Linked DNA regions of Zea mays: region 2 is linked to region 1. A link is a contact called in public Hi-C data. All regions are on one chromosome and are shown on one strand. The core of a region is the stretch at or near the end of the contact, and the rest is flanking DNA. Distances in the headings are between cores, read along the strand shown.

Region 1 (4,205 bases), core at 1,187-3,686:
AGGCATTGTTGAGGTGCTCTTATACGATTACACAACACATATAATCCAATATTTTAGGAGTCTGTTTGGTTCATATGTACATTTCTAAAAATATGATTCTAGCTATAAGATTTGAAAAAACTACTGACAATTGTGGAAAAGCTAAAATATATTTGGATGAAACAACTTGAGACAACCTGATAATGTATTCACAGCGTGTGTCCATGGCATGCATGTATGATGAGCCTGTCCATGAAATACTTAGAATTTTGTCCATGACCTTGTTGCCTCTTTGTTTATAATTCTTCTCAAATCTATGATTTATGGGTCGTACGTCTGTATCTATGTGAATTGTGGGGCTAAGGGTAAATTTCCAAAGTTCAATGATGAGGATGGAAAATTTGCAAATCTCTGCTTGTCCACGGTGCGTGTCAAACAACACTTAGAGTTGCATGGGTTTGAATTGGCTTGGCCGATTTGGTTCGTGATTAAATGTGTCACACTTTACTTAAGGTTAGTCGTCCGAACTGAATAACTAATTTTAGACTGAAAAGTTAGACAAAGTGTGGCAAGTTAGACAGTGAACCAAACATGCTATATATCTCCTTGTCCACTTGATCCGGTGGAGTTTAGTGCAAGATATATCTGTTTGAGTTTGTACGAGTTGCGTGCATTTGAGTCGGTCAGAGTTACTTGTGCTCGAGTTGCTCAGAGTTTCACTCAAATTTCTCAAAAGAGGGAGTGGAGGTAATTGATCATGATGGGTTTGGAGCACTTAAAATTGGACAATACTCCTGCTTCTCTTTTGCAATAGTGCTATAGAAAGAAAGAGAGGTGAACCTGTCAATATCTGGCCCATGGATGGATGCCTTTGTGCGCACAAAGTATTTATCCTTGCAACTTTGAATCTACCATTCGCAACTTTGAATCTTGTTTTGTTGTAAAAGAAAATATCCAATATAACAAAAGCTTTTTTTTCCAATAATGTGATGGGCTGGTAATAGAGATAGACAGAAGATTACTTTAGGGGTTACCTTTTGGTTAATGCAGTAGTGGGTAATTGACCAACATGTAGAAGGGTACTTTAAATTTTTTTTTCTTCTTCTTCTAGCTAATTGGTAATTTTCTAACCTTGAGAGTTAACGTTTGTTAGTGAAATAGTAAATGGGGTAATTTTTGCTTTTGATTTTTCTATGATGAATGTGGCAAATATCTAGGCTTGAAAATTAGCATACTAATACTAAGATAGTAGGAGGGGGGGTGTAGAGCAGCGTGTCTGGTGAAGCTGAATCTGTTCTGTAAAACCTTTGGCAACAAAGCCAACAGCCACTGTACCGGCAGCGACAGTTTATGTTAAATTTGTGAGGAGAAGCCATATTTGAGCAGCCCTGGCTTCTCTATATACAGTCCTGTTTGGCATGGCTTCTCCACCAGCTTCAAAGAGTCGTTTTGGAGCCGTTTTGTGCAAAAACGGATAAAAATGGAATGGTTTCATATCTAGGGAGCTCCTTAAAATCTACTCTTGTAGAAGTTTGGGACGGGATGGAGAAAACATACAATAATAATTCCGGATTTGCCAAAGCCAGAGAGAGACCAGATCTAATTTCATCGATAGAGCTGAAGTAAAAAAAAAAATTAAAATCATGGGGTGAAGTGAAGTGGTGCCAAATAGAAATACGTAGCAAATAGAATCTCTCATTCCTAAAATGGTTGTTTGGTAAAGCTCTTCGCAAGCCTAGAGAAGGCAAATCCGGAGCTGAAACGTGGCATTACCAAAACCTGCCACTATGGTCCAACCGACTTGAGCAGCAAGGCAAGGGCTTTCGGCCGTCCAAACCGGGACGGAAAAGGGTGCCGTCCGTCCGGCGAGGTCAAGCAGGCTCGCCACGCCCTCCTGCGTTGCCTGGTCCGGCAGCAGCGCGGAGCAGGCGTGTGATAGTGGGGGCCAGGGAAAGGGAAAGGGAAGGGAACCCCAACAGTTGATTAATGGCGGCGTACTTAAACCAAGTATTTAAATCCATCCACCACATCGATTAATTAATGGCCCCTCCTCCTTGCGAATAACGCATCTGCTGGGCTGCTGTTACGGCAGACGCCGATGCTGCGATTTCGAATTTCAAATTGGATGGATGGATCGATGGATGGATTCTTACTCTTTTTTATATATAGCCTTTCTGTTTCTGCCCGCGTGAGGATGTATATAGTAAAGATGAGGATTTGTTTGGTTTTGAAGAGTTGGGCTTGGTATGCTATGCAACGACGAGCTAGACCTGGCGACCTGCAACTGCAAGGAAGGGAAAGGGGGAGGGAGGGGATAAGAACGCCGACCCCTGCCTTGTTTGTGCCGCAGCCAGCGAGCGCGCAGACAGCGACCCCGTTGCTATTCCGATTCCCACCTCTCGACCCAAGTCCGCAGGCCGCGGGCATATAAAGCCCATCCACTAGCCCATTTCCCCTCTGCTTGCTTCGCTTCACCTGCCCCCTGCCCACATTTTCCTTCCTTCCCTCCCGTCGCCGCCTGAAACCGCGACAGCAAGGGTCGTAGGAGCAAGGACGACGACGAGAAGGCTCGGTTCGGCTCTTCCCAGTCTCTCCGAGGGAGGAAGGAGAGGATCGGAGGGTGCGATGGCGATCGACCACGAGTCCCCGTTCAAGGAGCTCCGCCTCAAGAACCGCAGGATCATGGTGAGTCACCTGGCCGGAGCCGCTCGTCCATCGCCTTCCTATATATCCTTTTGTAGCCCCGAGCCCTGCCATTCTCGATTTCTCTTCTTGCCGGCCAAGAAAAGAACGTTTTTTTTTTTTTTTTGCTCCTTTCCGTTACTGTTGGCGACGAACGCTTACTTACGTGCAGCAATGGCGGCGGCCATGCCTTAGATTCAACGACTGTTTTTGTCCACCGCCTCCCTCGACCCTTTCTTTGGGATCTCCGCATTGCCTTGGCGTCTCGTTCTGATTGTCTCCCGTGCCGCCGTTCCCCGAGCAATAATTTTTTAAAACTTTTTTTTTTTTGAGCGCAAGCAACCGAATCTCTCTCTCTTGCAGACTACTATTCCATCTTGTTTGTTTGCCGATCTATCTGTGTGACGGAGCTTTTCTTGGCAAACAGCCAATTCAAATGCTTCGCCATCGAGCAAAGCGAGTCAACTGACGGAAACATGGTTGTCCGTGCAGGGCGGCGGCGGCCCTGACCCTGAGCCGGAGGAGGAGGAGGAGGTCGCCACGGCGGCGTACGCGGGGCAGTGGCCGCGCTGGCTGCAGCCGCTGCTTTCGGCGCGCTTCTTCGCGCACTGCAGGACGCACGGCGACTCGCACCGCAGCGGCGAGTGCAACATGTTCTGCCTGGACTGCTCCGCCGCGGGCGCGGGCGCGGGCGCGCGCGCCCTGTGCTCGCTGTGCCTGGCGCAGGCCCACCGCGACCACCACACCATCCAGATCCGGCGCTCCTCCTACCACGACGTCATCCGGGTGTCCGACATCCAGCGCTTCATGGACATCGCCGGGGTGCAGACCTACGTCATCAACAGCGCCCGCGTCGTCTTCCTCAACGAGCGGCCCCAGCAGCAGAGGCCTGGATGCAAGGCCGCGTCGGCGTCCGCCAACCTCTGCGAGGTGTGCGCCCGCAGCCTCCTCGACAACTTCCGCTTCTGCTCCCTCGGATGCAAGGTCGTGGGCTGCTCCCCCGACGCCGCCAAGGCCAGGAGCTGGCTCCTCCGGCCCGCCGTCGGCGGCAGCGGCGACGGCGACTCCACGTCCTCCTCGCCGCTGCGCGACGCCCAGAAGAGGCAGAGCTTCACCCCGCCCACGCCGCAGCCGGCGAAGCGCCGCAAGGGCATCCCGCACCGCGCGCCGTTCGGCAGCTTCATCGTCGAGTACTAGCTCCCTCTCTCTCCGTCTCCACGGCGGCGGCGGCGGCTGCATTGGCAGTGGCACTACACAGCACACGCGCGGTAAAGCAGGGAAAAAATATATATACTCTTGAATGAACCAACGGAATTGAGCAGCACAGAGTGAGTCAGTGAATTCAGGTCATGTCTGAATCAATCCGCCATTACAGGGCAATGGGACTGGGACGGCCACCACTTCCTTTTGCCGTGACACACTCTGGCTGGCTGGCTGGTGGTGCTTCTCGAGGTGGATGCCATTCGGTCGCTGCTGGCTTTGCTTTCCACAAAGGGAGGGGAGGAAAGAAAGGTTGAGGAAGAATCAAAACACTGGCTTTTCAT
Region 2 (4,205 bases), core at 1,276-3,775, 290 kb after region 1:
ACATTCAAAGAGATCAAATCCTCTTCACACAAAACCCTAGTGACTAGTGAGAGTGATTTGCCGTGTTCATTTGAGCTCTTGCGCTTGGATTGCTTCTTTTCTTTCACACTTGTTCTTGAGATCAAAACTCCATTGTAATCAAGGCAAGAGGCACCAATTGTGTGGTGGCCCTTGCGGGGAAGTTTTGTTCCCGGCTTTGATTTGAGAAGAGAAGCTCACTCGATTCGTGGATCGTTTGAGAGAGGGAAGGGTTGAAAGAGACCCGGCCTTAGTGGCCTCCTCAACGGGGAGTAGGTTTGCAAGAACCGAACCTCGGTAAAACAAATCTCCGTGTCTCACTCGCTTATTCGCTTGGGATTTGTTTTGCGCCCTCTCTCTCGGACTCATTTATATTTCTAACGCTAACCCGGCTTGTAGTTGTGTTTATATTTGTAAATTTCAGTTTCGCCCTATTCACCCCCCCTCTAGGCGACTATCAGTACCATATGCTTCTACTATCGAAAGCATTATGTATGCTCAAATATCTATTCGCCCTAACTTAGAATTTACTATCGGGATGCTTGGGAGATATCAGATCAACCCAGACATAGAACACTATAAGAGCATCTATAACAATGTTGACCTATAAAATGCCCTATAATTTAAAAATGAGTAAATTTTATTGGATTTAGTGCACTAACAAAATATTCTGCTCCAACAGTAAAGCCTCAAATATAAATTATAGGGTAGCCTACTACGGTGTAGTATATTTGAGGCACTTGAGAGAGTGCCCTATAACTTTTTGACTAAATTTTATAAAATGAGACATTGTTAGAGTAATTTTTGTTGTGTAGAGCCCTATATTTCAATTTAAGGCACCAATTTAAGGCATTGTTGGAGATGCTCTAAAGCAGTTAAGAAGGCTCTAAGGTACCTGCAAGGTACTAAAATGTCTCATGCTAACATATAGAAGATCTAGTTCCCTACAAATAGTTGGCTTTGCAGATGCTGACTGAGGAGGTTGTAAAGATACACTAAAGTCTACTTTGGGGTATGTACACTCTCTAGGGGAGTTATTTCTTGGAAGAGGTGCAAACAGACAACGAGAGCATCGTGACAGTGCACGCTGAGTTTGCATCCATGTATGAGGCAAATGGGCGGGCAATATAGATGAAGAGATTCATACTCGGATTAAGAGTGGTTGATAGCATAGAAAGACCACTGAGAATTTAATGCGATAATGAGACAACAATATTTTACTCTTATACCAACAAGTCAAGTGGCACTGCTAAGTTCATTGACATTTAGTGTTATGTTGTTAAGGAGAAGATTTCAGGATCAAACCATAAAAGTTGAGCATAACAATAGATAGCAGATGCTAGCGAATCCGCTCACAAAAGCCTTCCACCCAACGTGTTAAGACAACACGTAGCCGGCATAGGTTTAAGGGAGTGCCTATGATCTTGAATCACAGGGGCTACAGATTGCAACTTTGTAAAATATCTTTTCATTCTGAAGCAGGGGAGCATGTTGTATTCAATGAGTGCATTGATACTTAATCGGTCATTGTCACGCATTGGTCTCTATGTGTAAACTTTGTTGAGGGATGGAATCCAGAAAAGTTGAATATAATGAATGTAGAGGACAAAGGAGAGATTGTTGTGTGTGTCCTCTATAGCCGGTCACTAGAGACTAGATTGGACTCAACCAACTAATCGTCTCTTTAATCGGGCCCTTGATTGGGAGGGCCCATGTTGATCTCGGTTGGAGCCCCCGGTCACATGACGCTATATATAAAGGATTAAGGGTCGCAGGAAAAGCCAATGCTAGTACTTGCCCAAAACCCTAATCCACGCAGAGGCCCCATCGCCTAAGCGTCGGAGTGACTGGAAGAGCGACAACTAACGGCTCGGATTCTGATGCCTACTGTTCCTCTGCAGAGCAATGGAGGTGACACCGGCGGCGGCGGCGGCCACACTCCACCAACACCAAGCCAGGACGTGTCAACACAACAACAACGAAGGTATGTCCCCCTATTCCTCTCAGTAGAAGATTTACTCGTCATCGGAGATTTTCCAGTTATAGATTGGTATTCTAGAGGCTTAGAAATTGATCCTAGACATAATAGAATCTAACCGGTCGATCTCTTGACCAGTGAGATCTGCCCCCATACCCACCTTGCGAGGCCCTACTCCTTATTGCCGATGACTTCCCCGGCCCACCGGGACATGTCTCCACCGCGCAATCTTGGGCTTGAGCTCGTAGACTGAAGAGAGGGGATCAGGGGATCCAGAGATGGAGCAACAATGGGAGAAGTTTGGGGTAGCTGTCGTCTGGCTAAAGAAGGGAGGCAGGGCACCACGAGTCATTTTCACATGGCCTATCCAAGTCCTTGCCACGGTAGCGTGTCCGCGTGGCTGGCTACATACACAAAAAATAACATAAATATAGATGTAGTGGAAGCTCTCTCTCCTCTCCTGTAACAATTATATAGAGTCAATTGTAAGGATGACAAATGAATGTACGCCATCTGCAAAAATCCTCCGATCTGACCGGTGCATATGCAAAAAAAAATGCAGAAGAGAAGAGAACAATTCTGGAATGATTCCCAACGTCCTGCAGAAATCTGAGTGGCTCCAGTCCCCGTCCCAGCGGAGCAGAGCACTCGATCGCGTTGCGTTGGTGACCCCGTCGACGTCCTCGCTCTTCTCGCCGTGCATTGGCTTCATCACCTCCTTATTCGCGCCACGCCACGCAGATGCCATGCCAGTGCCCAGACACACCGCCGCGTCAACCTCCCGCTCTCTGGCTCCCAAGTTACATCACCACGGACATGGAAACCCCCTCGCCGGGCGCCACGCTCTCCGCGGTGATCGCCGAGGACCGCCGCCGGGAGGCTCGCCGCCGCCAGGGGGGCTTCGGGCAGGGCGGTCTCCTCCCGTACCTCGTCCCGGCTTGCGGGCGTCCGGCCGGCCAGAGGGGCGGCAGGCCGCTGCACTCTGAGCTCATGGTAAAACTGCACCGCTGGGGCGCCACTTTCCTGCCCAAGGGCGGCGGCGCCGTCGCGCGCGAACTCGAGGAGCCGTGCCGCGCGCCAAGCCCGCCGCCACGGCCTAGACCATCATTCACACCGGCTGCATCGGCGGCGGAGCCGGAGGTGGTGCCGCGCCACGAGGCGCCCGCCGTGAGTGTCGTCCCCACGACGGGGCCTTCGAGGGAGAGAGAGGAGCCGGCGGCGGGATCCGAAGCCATTGCCGAAGCGGACATGTCCGCCGGCGAGAGCGCGGGGAGCAGCGACCACCAGGCGACGCCGGTCGTTACCGTCGCGGGAGGAAGTGGGGGAACCTGGCTCAGAGCTTCGCCCAAGACGAGAGCGAGGTCTCCGTCACTGCAGACGGACAGCGACGAGTCCCCTCGGCCCCTCGCCGACTCCGCCGCATTGCCCGTGGTGGCCGACGACAAGTACGTGTGGGCGGACAAGTACCGGCCCAATGTCCTCAACGAGTTCATCTGCAACAAGACCGTCGCCGCCGAGCTCTACCAGCTGGTTGGTGATCACACGACCACATTGCAAACGTTGCTTCAGAGTTTGCCTTGCAGTTTCGTATCAGAGCAGCTTTTAGGATTGTGGCCAAGTTCATCTGATACATGGGCAAGTTCGTCTGTTGCATGCAGGTTGTTGCACACCAGTGCAGACATTTCATCTTTGAAGGCCCGCCGGCGGTTGGGAAGAGAAGCATGGTACTGGCACTTATAAGGGATGCTTTTGGCCCCCATGATCTCAAGGTCACTATGGCAAACTTGGCTTAAATTACTACTAGTCCTCATTTAAAGAAGCTAAATGGCTAAAACCTCGGTGTCTTCACAATTTGTTATTTTTTTCTCCATCCTGACATACGCAGATAGAGGAACAGACAAAGAGATTTGAGCTGAAGGTACTTTATATGCATGAAAGCGTTTTCCCCTTTTTTTAACTCCATGGTCACTTTCACCAAAGTGATCAAGTTCTTTTTTCCTTTGTTGAAGTGATAAAGTTGTTGCTATTGTTGTGAATTCATAAAATGCAACCAACTGGAATCATCAGCGACTAATTGACCGATTTCACACTATAGGGAGAAATTAGAAAGCACATCGATGTCAGAGTGAAGACCTCTGAGCATCATGTGGAGGTGAGCTTGGCTGATTTACATGGCTACGAGAAGTACATCATAACCACTCTGTTGAGT

The links. Hi-C and Micro-C count contacts between places; a contact is called where the count stands out from the background.
Region 2: a contact with region 1 is called in a Hi-C map of ear, with 2.8 times the contacts expected there. The contact joins the promoter of LOC103637697 here to the promoter of LOC100216682 in region 1. A contact is called at or near these places in 4 of 25 Hi-C or Micro-C datasets (bundle sheath, ear, leaf and 1 more).

What each region holds. Positions count from the first base shown.
Region 1 is chr1:100,180,581-100,184,785 of Zm-B73-REFERENCE-NAM-5.0, forward strand. It overlaps LOC100216682, which reads left to right and starts at 2,437. Exons shown (of 2, transcript NM_001366966.2): 1 at 2,437-2,664; 2 at 3,154-4,205. The coding sequence starts at 2,605. The coding sequence ends at 3,858.
Region 2 is chr1:100,467,707-100,471,911 of Zm-B73-REFERENCE-NAM-5.0, forward strand. It overlaps LOC103637697 (replication factor C subunit 5), which reads left to right and starts at 2,526. Exons shown (of 11, transcript XM_008660366.4): 1 at 2,526-3,526; 2 at 3,655-3,765; 3 at 3,882-3,914; 4 at 4,092-4,205. The coding sequence starts at 2,738.